Regions from separate parts of the Triticum aestivum genome. Here regions 1 and 3 are each linked to region 2. The links are chromatin contacts, called in public Hi-C and HiCAR-type maps. All regions are on one chromosome and are shown on one strand. The core of a region is the stretch at or near the end of the contact, and the rest is flanking DNA. Distances in the headings are between cores, read along the strand shown. Region 1 holds the start of LOC123143153 (glycerol-3-phosphate 2-O-acyltransferase 6). Region 2 holds the start of LOC123143151 (putative receptor-like protein kinase At3g47110). Region 3 holds the start of LOC123143156 (F-box/kelch-repeat protein SKIP4).

Region 1 (3,988 bases), core at 1,209-3,708, 330 kb after region 2:
GTCCCTCACGTACGTGTGACTTCTGTTTTGTGCTTGATGAAAAAAGTTGGTCTCGTTGTGAATGTACTGGCAGTCGGACAGGTTAATTAGCATTGTCAGTTTGTCACTGGAAAATGGAACAGTGTCGTCTTCTGCACACGAAGAAAGCTTGAGGCATGGCAGAGGCAGTTGGGCATTAGCTTTTCATCTCCGCTTCGAAAGCCGTATCCCCGTATGTTGGAAAGCATTGAGGCAAAATCAGTTCATTAATTTTTCATGTTGTTGACGTACAGCAGTCCCAGTTGAACGTATTCATGACTTGCCCCCATACCTATCCCAAGCATCACCGCTTCCAGGTTTTGATCTTAAGACCTGTGGGTTATGGGGCCTGAGCAAACTGTTTCGACAGTGATTTGTGGTTGGCTCATTGGCTGGTGCGGTGAGTAGGCCAACAAGTTGAGCTAACCAATAACGATGGATGATAGCGATGGGAGGTCTCCTCTGTGTTCGCACGGAAGTGATGTTGAAACCGGTAATGTACCAATGTGGTTGCACATGCGCATCGCCTACGAATAGTACGTACGATCTACTACGCTGTAGTCCTCTCTTCGGGACTGATCATATTGAACTAGTGGCTCACCGAGAGCCACCAATCGCGATCACGGCCCGCCTGTCTTTCCCGAACCGACGAACCCATCAATGGAGAGGTTTTTGGTGCCGTCCACTGATTTGACGGACCGTCCAGTCGAAACCTTTGTGTGTTTCCTTCCTGATGAAACGGAGACGAAGGTTTTGCCTGGTCTCATTAGATCAGGAGAGGTTAAAACAAGGGTTTTAATGCTTGTCGGTATTATGAAAGCACGCTCTAGTGGCTTCCAGCAACTAAATGTTTTGCTGACCGTAATCATCGATCTTATGGCACACTAACCAAATCCCTATTTATACCTCTCTAACCACTCCCTCAAATCTTAACTACTTAAGAAATTAAAACGTCCGGTTATATTATAAAGGTTTAGCAAAAGTACAAAACACCCGAAACAATAAAAGAAAACGAGAAACAACAAGATCTCTGGATCACTGAACGACCACTGCCACCATCAGAACACGCTGTTAACGCACCACTACCTTGTCAATGACAGTCGGCACATCTTCCTACACATGCCCACTAAATAACCTCTGCCACCGTCAGAAGGAGCCATCGACTCACTGCTACCTTGTCGATGACAGTCAGGACGTCTTCGTGCACATGCCCCTCATGACTAACGCCTTGGACCCGCAGTCATCGCCATTAAAACCATAAAGCCGATCCGAAGAACCTGACACCAAATCTCGCCGGCACGTGCGCACCACGAGAAATCCTAACCTCGACGCCCCAAGGAGGTGTTAGGAATCTACGCTGAAGCTCCGTTTAATCCGTCCCGACTGACAAACTTGAGGAGGATCGGAGCTCAAAAGACTGAATCAAAGAAAAAGCACCGTCCCTGCAAGGACTAAAAAACTCTTTAACATATCTACTAGCCGGAGTTGAGGCGGCAGTATTCCCCTTCCCTTCAGCGGTCGCCGGAATGGCCAATGGAGGGGAGGCAAATCCATGAGCTCGCCTGGGAAGATCGAGGGGAGGAAGGCTCTTCGGTGGTCGTCTTGTGGAGGGGAAAGAAAGACGTGATGTGATGGAGCTAACCGAACCCCCATATTTAACTCCCTAAAAAATTAGGCTAATTCTTTCATCCGTTGTCACATACATTTCAAAAATTGCACAATATTTCATCAACAATTTCAATGATTTAAATGCATCACATGCACCAATTCAGCAACAAGCATAAATATAGTTAATCAAATCAATAATTCATATTAAACACATGCATACATTTCATCCAAAGGCCACCAAATCGATCAAGTTTCTCCAAAAATGCACCACACATCGTGTCGTACGTCGTGGACCAACAACCCTTATCAAGTTCATATACTATACCAAATCAAGCACTCCCATGATCAGCATCACCACCGCGGCCGCCACAACCATCATCACCACTACAACTCCGGTCGAACCTCGATTTTGCAAAAATCTCACCACATGTGAGTCGCCAATTTTGCCAAATCTTACAGGGGTGTTTACATAGTGGGTTCCCTCTGGCATTTCCAAGTGCTTCCAAAGTTTCGGATAGAATAAAATTCATGATAGTTGTGGCAAAAAAAAAATCAATGTCATGAAAATTGAGGCAAAATAATGAGCGCTGTCATATCAATGATGAAACTTTGCAAACACTTAAAACATTCAACGGTGTTTGCGGCACCAAAATATTAAGAAAACTCCTTTTTTTTTAATTTACTGTTCATGACAGGTGTATATGTGCTCACGAGCAGCAGAGGACTTTGGTAGTGGCTTGACATGATTCTTGCCCAAAGCTATTTTCTGGTTGTCGACCGGCAACGCATGCATGTATGCATGGTTCCCCTTCATCACGCGTCCGTTGTTCTTGGACGGCACTTTGCGCGTGCATGCATGCCAATCGGTAGGATATTTCTCCTGCTCGGAATCGGAGGCAGGGCCAATCCCAGATCGAATCCAGCTCGCACCCGACCGGCATTAATCGGCCGGCCGGTGGTGAACGAGTCGTAGCCGTCGTCCGACTCCGACTGTGGTGGGATGTGGTTGGCGCGTATAAACAGAGGAGGTGGGGTTGGCGCTCTGCTTTCCACCTCTGCTCGCCAAAAACACGAGTCTCCTTCGGCCCCCGTCGCCATCACCCGCGCCCACGCCCGCCGCGGCGCCGCTGGGCCGCTCAGCCAACCCCAGCAACCCGGCGTACAAATCCTACACGCATACCACTCGCCCCGGCGGCCCGGCATAATCGTCTCGTCGATCGATCAATCTCCGTGAGCGCGTCCATGGCGCCGCGTGGAACGGCGGCGATGAGCAGGTTCCCGCCGTTGTCGTCCTACGACGCGTCGGCGCGCGAGCGGCGCACGGCGGCGTCGGACCTGGACGGCACCCTGCTGGCCTCCTCCTCCGCGTTCCCCTACTACTTCCTCGTGGCGCTCGAGGCCGGGGGCTACCTCCGGGCCCTCGCGCTGCTCCTCCTGGCCCCGTTCATCCTGCTCCTCTACACCGCCGTCTCCGAGCCGGCCGCCATCGGGCTGCTCGTCTTCGCAACGTTCGCGGGGCTCCGGGTGCGCGACGTGGAGGCAGTGGCGAGGGGCGTGCTCCCCCGGCACTACGCCGCAGGGGTGCGCGCCGACTCGTGGGAGGTGTTCCGCGGGTGCGGCGCGGGCAGGCGGGTCGTGGTCACCGCGTCGCCGGCTGTCATGGTGAGCCCGTTCGTCCGCGAGTTCCTGGGGGCCGAGGTGGCCGGGACGGAGCTCGGGGCCTGCTGCGGGCGCTTCACGGGGCTCATCAGCGGAGGGGTGCTCGTCGCCGGGAGGAAGAGGGAGGTCGTGGAGCGGCTGTTTGCCGGCGGGGACATGCCGGACGTCGGGCTCGGCGACCGCGAGAGCGACCACGACTTCATGGCCATCTGCAAGGTACTAAATTAGATTTTGTGAAAGTTTCTTGGATTCGACACAATCTTTCTTCAATAGAATTTCTCTAATTGATAGTATTTGAGTGGCCAGAGGTCAGACCACACGTATATTTTCAAGTAAATGAATTGCTCTTTTGTGTGCTCAAGGCATCAATCTCATCTACAGTAGCTTTTTCTTGTGGTAGTTGGAGTTGCAAGAAATTGTGTGGTTCCTAGCTTTGCCTTCTCAGAGCACCTTTGATGTCCCTTAGTTTTTTTCTTTTGAGACAATTCTGTCCCTTTATTACCTAGGAAAGAAGAAGAAAGTCCCTTCTAGTTTTCACATGTTTAGCCTTCAAAGTTGTCCATATTAATTACTACTTAAATCTGCAAAATGCTGAGTAGTCATAATTTACTTTCATTTCTGTACTTTTGGTTACTTTTTTTTTGGCTAAGAATTTTGCTGACCTGAGTCTTCACTGGGTACATTATGAAGCTACTTGGTGCCA
Region 2 (3,684 bases), core at 419-2,918:
AAAATTCTGCACGTTTTTTAAAGTTTGTTCACTTTTAAAAAAATCACATTTTAAAAACCCGTTCAGAATTCAAAAAAATCACAACTTTCCACAAAATAAATTTCTATTTTTAATAGGCTTTTACTATATGTAGGTTCTTCAACTTGCTTTTTGGGTGAAAATCGGTTATGGGTAAAGTGGGCCAGCCCATTTTCGCTGCCCTTTAGCGAAAGCTCCCTTGTTTGACGCCTATAGGCATCATACAGGAGCTCCCTCCGTCGACCTGCGCGGTAAATACACACCTGGGTTGGAGCAGTCATGGGGAGTTGACATGGGGTTATGTGCATGGAATAGGCTTTAGGGTAGGCATGTTAGGCTGAATCCTAATTCTGCGGGTGTCCATTTTCGAGCATTGGGCTGCACCAAAATGAGTATAATGAAAATACGTAAGAATACCCTTTTTTGGCTCCCAGGTTCTATGGAGCCTGTAATTTAAAAAAAATTAAAATGGTATTTCAAACTTTGAATTTTTTTTGAAATCATTTCTATGAGTACACATGGACGTTATCTTCGTACCCGTAAAATTTCAATAGATAATATAATATATTATGTGCTGCGAAAAAGACAACAATCGGTCCCAAAACAACAAAATACACAGCCATTTTTGTTCATGTATTTGTCTTTTTTGTATACACCCCATAAAAATACATATAGTCATGAAACCTCATATAGATATAGTAAACATCTATATAAACACTTACAATACCATGCAAAAAATATATAAACACTTACAATCGCTTTTGGAAATTTTCAAGCAATATAAGTTAATATTTTTGAAATTTCGTTACAGCTCTCCTTGGAGCCAAAGCGGGTTTTTTTAGGATAGCCAAAGCGACTTTCTGATATGCACTGCTAAAATTCCTTTCTGCAAATTCTTTGTGAGACCACACTAGATGCGCCCATGTTACATGAGCTAAAACACACATAAAACACCAAAACTAGCGTTTGAACGTCACACATGAATAACACAAGACTTATACAAAGAGAAGAACATATAAGATAGGATCTCATGTTTGTTTTGCACCAAAATTAGGCCCTCTTTGGTTCTAGGATTGGAAGGATTGGAATAGGAGAACTATATAAAGTGTGATGAAACGTATCTCAAATCCTAATGTTTGGTTCACATGATAGGATTTCCTTTTTTTTTTTTGGTTCACAGGATAAATGTCATTTGGCTCACAAAATAGGATTTTTGTCCATTAAGTCTAAGCTCATGTTTCTTTCTCTTTCAAAATATAAAGGATGAGAGTCAATCATGTACAGGAATATGATATATTCCTGTAAACTAAATGGCTCTAAAGGAAAATTTCATACGGAAATCCTACCATGTAGAATTTGCTAAAAAATTGCTGCAACTATAGAAATTATAAATAAATATAGGATAGCAACTCCTTTGTATCAGTATTCAAAGTATTTTGTTACGCGGTGCGCTATGACATGATCAGCTGCTAAAACAAAAATTCTCCACAAAGTCAAAAGACACTAAACCGACATGTATCTTTATATTGGTGCAAGTGATCCGCCATGATGCTGTCTTCCTCACATCATCTTTTCCCGCATGCCCCCACGCCCACACACTCCTACCCTTGCCGTTGCCGTGCACGTTTCCGTCTCCTGCAGCGACACCGACAGCCCCAAAGTTGTAATAAGTCCCCTCGCAAGTGGCCAAATTGTGGCCACAAAGACCTACCAGCTGATCCCATGCATTGCAATTACATGGAGCATATGAACGCAATGCCTCCTCTGTAGCTCACACATACCGATTGCTGGCGCAGTGTGCAACCGCAAGGAAAGGGCGCCGTCCTCTCTTCAGAAACCAGCAGCAGGATACAACACAAGGTATGTGATCCAAGCCTCGTAGAGTTGCTCTTTTGTATTTGTGCACAGCAATACTTTGAAAATATCATAGCGTGTGCACAGTTAAGGAAAACACATGTTCTGCAATCCGCATAATCACTGCCATCGGCCATCGCTCGATACGGGCGCAAGCAGATCCTGTGAAACATGAAAAGAATTTATCAAGGACACACATGTTCAATACATAGTTATAACAGGAACAAAGGAAAGTTGGAACACATGAAGTACTCGCTCCGTCAGGAATTAGCTGACGCTCAAATGGATACATCCGTTTGAGCGTCAACTAATTCCGGTCGGAGGAAGTATTATTTAAAAGAAAAAGATCACATAGAAGCACAAGGTCTGACTTTATTAGCAAATGAATGTTTAAGCACGAGGGTAGCAAGATATCTTAGTTTCCGGATGTTCTGGGATGAGATTGTTTAACATACTGGATGTGGCTTCACATGGACAAAAATAGACTTTTTCGTAACAAAAAAACTCAGTAAGTCCCAACAATGAAATTAGTGAAGCTTTGGCAATAAGATTAGTAGTCTTACATTAACCAGTTCACTGGTATTGAGTGTAGCATGTGGGAGTTAATTAAAGCTGAAATTTCTTCCATGATTTCCAGTGTCATCGATGTTCCCTGTTCTTCTGCTGCTTTTGTTGCTGCATGTACTCCAGTCGGCATGGGCGAGAACATTCAGTAACATGACTGACATGGATACCTTGCTGGCATTCAAGGCAAGTCTAAGCATCCAGCCAGGTGCCCTAGCTGCATGGAACACAACTACTGATTTCTGTTCATGGCCAGGTGTCAGTTGCAGCCTCAAGCATAAGCACAGGGTTACCGTGCTGAACCTCGCTTCGGAGGGCCTTGCCGGAACAATAACACCATCAATTGGAAACCTCACGTTTCTGAAAATACTAGACCTCAGCCAAAACAATTTTCATGGAGGAATACCTTCATCAGTTGGCTGTTTATTTCGGCTACAACATCTTAACTTTTCCAGCAATTCACTTGATAGTGATATAAACCCGGACATGAAGAACTGCTCCAGTCTTGAGAGCGTCGATCTTGATTTAAATTTGCTAACCGGAGAAATCCCTGCATGGCTTGGAGGCTTGCCAAATCTGAAGACCATACAACTGTATAGGAACAGGTTCACTGGGATAATCCCGCCGTCAATTGCCAACCTCTCAGCACTGGAAACAATCGATTTCGCTGCAAACCAACTGGAAGGTGTCATCCCAGAGGGCCTTGGCAAGATGACTAGTCTCTCCTCCATTATACTGAGTGAAAACCACCTCGCAGGCACTATCCCTGCAGCTTTCTTTAACCTTTCCTCTCTGACCACCTTCGCTGTGGCAGCAAATAAGTTGCATGGTAAACTGCCCTCAGACTTGGGGGCTCACCTCCCAAATCTCAAGGACCTACTCCTCGGCACCAATAGGTTTACAGGATACCTTCCAGCTTCTCTTGTGAATGCAACAAAGATTTATAGACTAGACATGTCGTTCAACGGCTTGACCGGTAGATTGCCTCCGGAGATTGGAATGCTCTGCCCAAAATACCTCAGTGTTTCAGAAAATCAGATCGTGGCAAGTACCCCGCAGGACTGGGAGTTCATGACGTTCTTGACAAACTGCACACGCCTTCGTGTATTAAGGCTCTCTGGAAACATGCTAGCTGGCGTGTTGCCAAGCTCTGTTGGCAACTTATCAGCACAACTTCAAGTACTTTATGTTGGATATAATATGATTTCTGGAACAATACCATTTGGCATAAGCAATCTTGTCAGACTA
Region 3 (3,631 bases), core at 531-3,030, 510 kb after region 2:
TACCGTCCTTGCAATTCATCATAGCAAACATGCAAGCACACAATAGTCTATGAAAACTAGTCATACTCCTGCTACCAGTAAACCGAGCAAAGTACATGGTTTACATTTCCATGCAAGAGAACAAAAAGAAACATGGAAGGGTGTTTGCTCAGAAATTAAGATCAGTTTAGGGTGTATAATCAAGGAAGGTGGCCTTTTGCAAGAGCCAACTTACTCAGATACCGTCCTTGCGATTCATCATAGCAAACATGCAAGCACACAATAGCTATGAACACTAGCCACCCTCATGCTACCAGTGAACCCGGCAAAGCACATGGTTTACATTTCAAATGCAAGAGAACAAAAAGGTATCATGGAAGTGTGTTTGCTCAGAAATTAAGATCAGTTTAGGGTGTATAATCAAGGAAGGAGGGCCTTTTTCAAGAGCCACCTTACTCAGATACCGTCCTTGTGATTCATCACAGCAAACATGCAAGGAGCACACAATAGCTATGAAAACTAGTCATACTCATGCTACCAGTGAACCCAGCAAAGTACATGGTTTACATTACAATGCAAGAAAACAAAAAAGAAACATGGAAGGTTGTTTGCTCAGAAATTTAGATCAGTTTAGGATGTATAATCAAGGAAGGAGAGCCTTTTCAACAGCCACCTTACTCAGATACCGTCCTTGTGGTTCATCACAGCAAAAAAAAAAAAAAAGCTAGTCACACTTATGCAACCCCCCATGAACCCAGGGAACTAGATGGTTTACATTTCAAACAAGAAAGGTAGCACGACAAAAGAAACAAAAGACGTTGTAAAGCAACCCACTGAATCCAATGTTGAATTCAGATTTGAATATGTTTGCTCAGATTATATGATCAGTTTAGGGTGAATATCAAGGAAGGAGGCCTTTTTCAAGAGCCAGCTTACTCAGATACCGTCCTTGTTATTCTTCACAGCAAACAATTAAGTTGACACAAGATGTCATCTAAGCATATGTTTAACATTTCAATGCAAAAGAAGAGAAACAAAACGCAGTGATGGGAACCATGGGAGTGCGTTTGCTCAGAATTTATGATCAGTTTAGGGTGTGTAATCAAGGAAGGTGGCCCTTTTTCAAGAGCCACCTTGCTCAGATACCGTCCTTTTGATTCATCACAGCAAACAAATCAAGCCAACACAAGATGATACAAGCGGAGTGTATGCTACACATTTCAATGCATGCGAACAAAGAAACAGTGAAGCGTGCGCTTGCTCAGATATTAGTCTCAGATTGGGTATAATCACGCGGCGGGCAGGCCCGTCGCTCATATACCGTCCTAGGGAGTCATCACGGCAGGCAAAACAATCGACGGGCAGATGAACTAGGTCCAACCCAGTAATGCATAGCGATCACTGCTAAGTAGTACTACTTCACATCAGCCACGCCCAGATCGGGCGAACGGCGTCTGACGCACGAACGAACAAACCCTGTGAGCGATGCACAGTACCGCGCGATCTAATCCAATCCACGGACGAACCCTAAGCAAAGCACACTGGTAGGCGGACAAAGACTGGACTAGCGTCGGAGGGGGGGGACCAATCGCACCTTGTGAAGGTGCGTGCCCATCGGATCTGAGGGGACTCGGGGTGGGGGAGCGAGGAGAGGGAGGGGTCGGGGGCACTACCGGCGGCGAGAGGTGCGGGGAGGCAGGGAGCACCTAGATCTGGCCGGGCGGGGATCCGCCCGGGGGGCGGAGTGGGGGGTGGCGGGCGGGCGGGCTGGGCTAGGGTTTGGTGGCGGCCATGGATGCGGAGAGGGGGGGAATGGCTGCGTCTACCCGCCGTTATATCGTGGCGGAGATGGATATTATCCGTACAGGCCCCTCATTTTCCAACTATTCGCACACTCTCAGCTGATCTGCGCCACTCAGGGCTGAAAGTTGGATTAAATGTTCTTGTGGGGGCTTGAGCATAAAACTGGCAGCATAATCGTGCCATGGCAGGCCGGGCCTTGCCAGGCAAATGATGGGCCGTGCCAACCCGGCCTGTTTGGCCAGCTCTTAATTTAGCGACAAAATAGAAGGGGGCAAAGAGAAAATCGGAGCCCAAAACCCTAGCGCGCCGCCACCCCCGCCGCCAGAGCAGCAGCAGCAGAGCAACCCCCTCCCCTCCCTCCTCGGCGATGGAAGAAGCGTGGCCGGCCCTCGGCCCGGCGGCCGGCGACGCGGCCTTCCCGCCCCCGCCACCTCCCGGCGCTCCTGCCGGCGGCGGGGCCCCCGTGGCGTGGGGCGCGGCCGCGACGGCGAGGCGGGAGGCGGTGGCCAAGGAGTCGCCCGCGCAGGCGGTGAGCCGGATCGTGTCCAGCTGCGCCAACTCGAGCGGCCTGGCCGTGGCCGTCGTCGACGCCAACGCCGTCATCTCGGGCGGCGCCGCGCTGGCCTCCACCGCGGGGCGGCTGGTCACCGTGCCCGAGGTGCTCGAGGAGGTGCGCGACGCCGCCGCGCGCCGCAGGCTCGCGCTCCTGCCCACCCCCGTCGAGACCGTCGAGCCCGCGCCCGAGTTCGTCAAGCGAGGTCGAATGCTTAGCCAGCCACTGCAACCATTTTTCTGTTGTTGCTAGAATAGAGCTGAAACTCTGCAGTACGTGAACTAACGTTAATTTGCTCATCGATTTGTTTAGCTTGTTATAGGCACGGGATGATGATTTGCATAAGTGGCTTAGTTTTTATTTGTTTTCGTGATCATTGAACGTGTCATTCAGAGCAGAAATTAGACCTGGAGTAGTATTCATTCAGTTTGCTATTATTTGGGATTGGGCATGCGTATGGAACAGGGTGCTGGGTGTCAAGCTATCTGTGGATCTTTTGGGCAAAAAGTTGGCATTACTGCCTGCTTGATTAGAAGCAGTTATTATTGTTTGTTTTTCCTATACTGCAACATGTTGACATTTGGTGGTCTCATATCCTACAAGTTACTTCAGCAGAATAGAATTAGAATTTCTCTGTCAATTTACTCTGATCTAAGAATGACATACTTATAGGCGAGACTAACTTTTATATCATCATTGCTTGCAGTTGTCAAGTTTGCCAGGGAAACAGGAGATCTCCAGACACTCTCAGATGTTGATATGAAGATTATCGCTCTAGCTTACATGTTGGAGGCTGAGGTCCACGGTACCAGCCATCTGCGGGAGCACCCACCTCCATTGCATGTGGTCAGTGTCAGGACATTGCAAGAGGCTCCGCTGCCAGGCTGGGGTTCTAATGTGCCCAACCTAGAAGAGTGGGAAGCATTGGATAAGATGTCCGAGGCAGGCGGGAATCTTAATTCTCGGATACTCCCACTGAAGGACCTTGAGAACCAAGAAATCCCTACAAGTGATACCAACAGTATTTCTGAGACACAAGGGGGTGAAGAGTTTCAGCCTTCAAAGAAAGATGCATGTATTCCTTGGGAAGATGATGAGAACAATGAAGGTTGGTTGCCTGCTGTTGGCCGCACCACGCACAGAAAATATTTGCGGAGGAAAGCGAGGCGAGATGCCCTCAAGGCATCTGGAGAAAGTTTTGATACAAGTTCTGTTGCTCCATCAGTCGATGAAGATAATGACTTGTCTGAAAATGGATTGGATTCAGTGGATGGCCCTTCTGCTGTTCCAGAGAAA

What was found. A called contact is a pair of places that touch in the nucleus more often than the background predicts. HiCAR-type assays count read pairs that join an accessible place to other places.
Region 1: a HiCAR-type map of leaf shows a contact between it and region 2, with 7 times the contacts expected there. The contact joins the promoter of LOC123143153 here to the promoter of LOC123143151 in region 2. A contact is called at or near these places in 1 of 5 Hi-C or Micro-C datasets (leaf) and 1 of 1 datasets of contacts at active chromatin or transcription factors (leaf).
Region 3: a contact with region 2 is called in a Hi-C map of leaf, with 5 times the contacts expected there. The contact joins the promoter of LOC123143156 here to the promoter of LOC123143151 in region 2. A contact is called at or near these places in 4 of 5 Hi-C or Micro-C datasets (leaf and an unstated tissue).

Annotation. Positions count from the first base shown.
Region 1 is chr6D:18,923,269-18,927,256 of IWGSC CS RefSeq v2.1, forward strand. It overlaps LOC123143153 (glycerol-3-phosphate 2-O-acyltransferase 6), which reads left to right and starts at 2,459. Exons shown (of 2, transcript XM_044561997.1): 1 at 2,459-3,501. The coding sequence starts at 2,869.
Region 2 is chr6D:18,597,108-18,600,791 of IWGSC CS RefSeq v2.1, forward strand. It overlaps LOC123143151 (putative receptor-like protein kinase At3g47110), which reads left to right and starts at 1,669. Exons shown (of 3, transcript XM_044561995.1): 1 at 1,669-1,878; 2 at 2,510-3,684. The coding sequence starts at 2,518. LOC123143152 (a long non-coding RNA gene) reads right to left here. Exons shown (of 6, transcript XR_006470690.1): 5 at 1,800-2,034; 6 at 1,380-1,653.
Region 3 is chr6D:19,108,522-19,112,152 of IWGSC CS RefSeq v2.1, forward strand. LOC123143156 (F-box/kelch-repeat protein SKIP4) reads right to left here and starts at 1,781. Exons shown (of 3, transcript XM_044562002.1): 1 at 1,653-1,781. It overlaps LOC123143155 (RNA-binding NOB1-like protein), which reads left to right and starts at 2,080. Exons shown (of 5, transcript XM_044561998.1): 1 at 2,080-2,540; 2 at 3,042-3,631. The coding sequence starts at 2,150. LOC123146537 (small nucleolar RNA Z118/Z121/Z120) reads right to left here and starts at 692; the gene lies at 585-692. LOC123146539 (small nucleolar RNA Z118/Z121/Z120) reads right to left here and starts at 950; the gene lies at 844-950. It also overlaps LOC123146535, LOC123146538, LOC123146541, LOC123146536 and the pseudogene LOC123146544.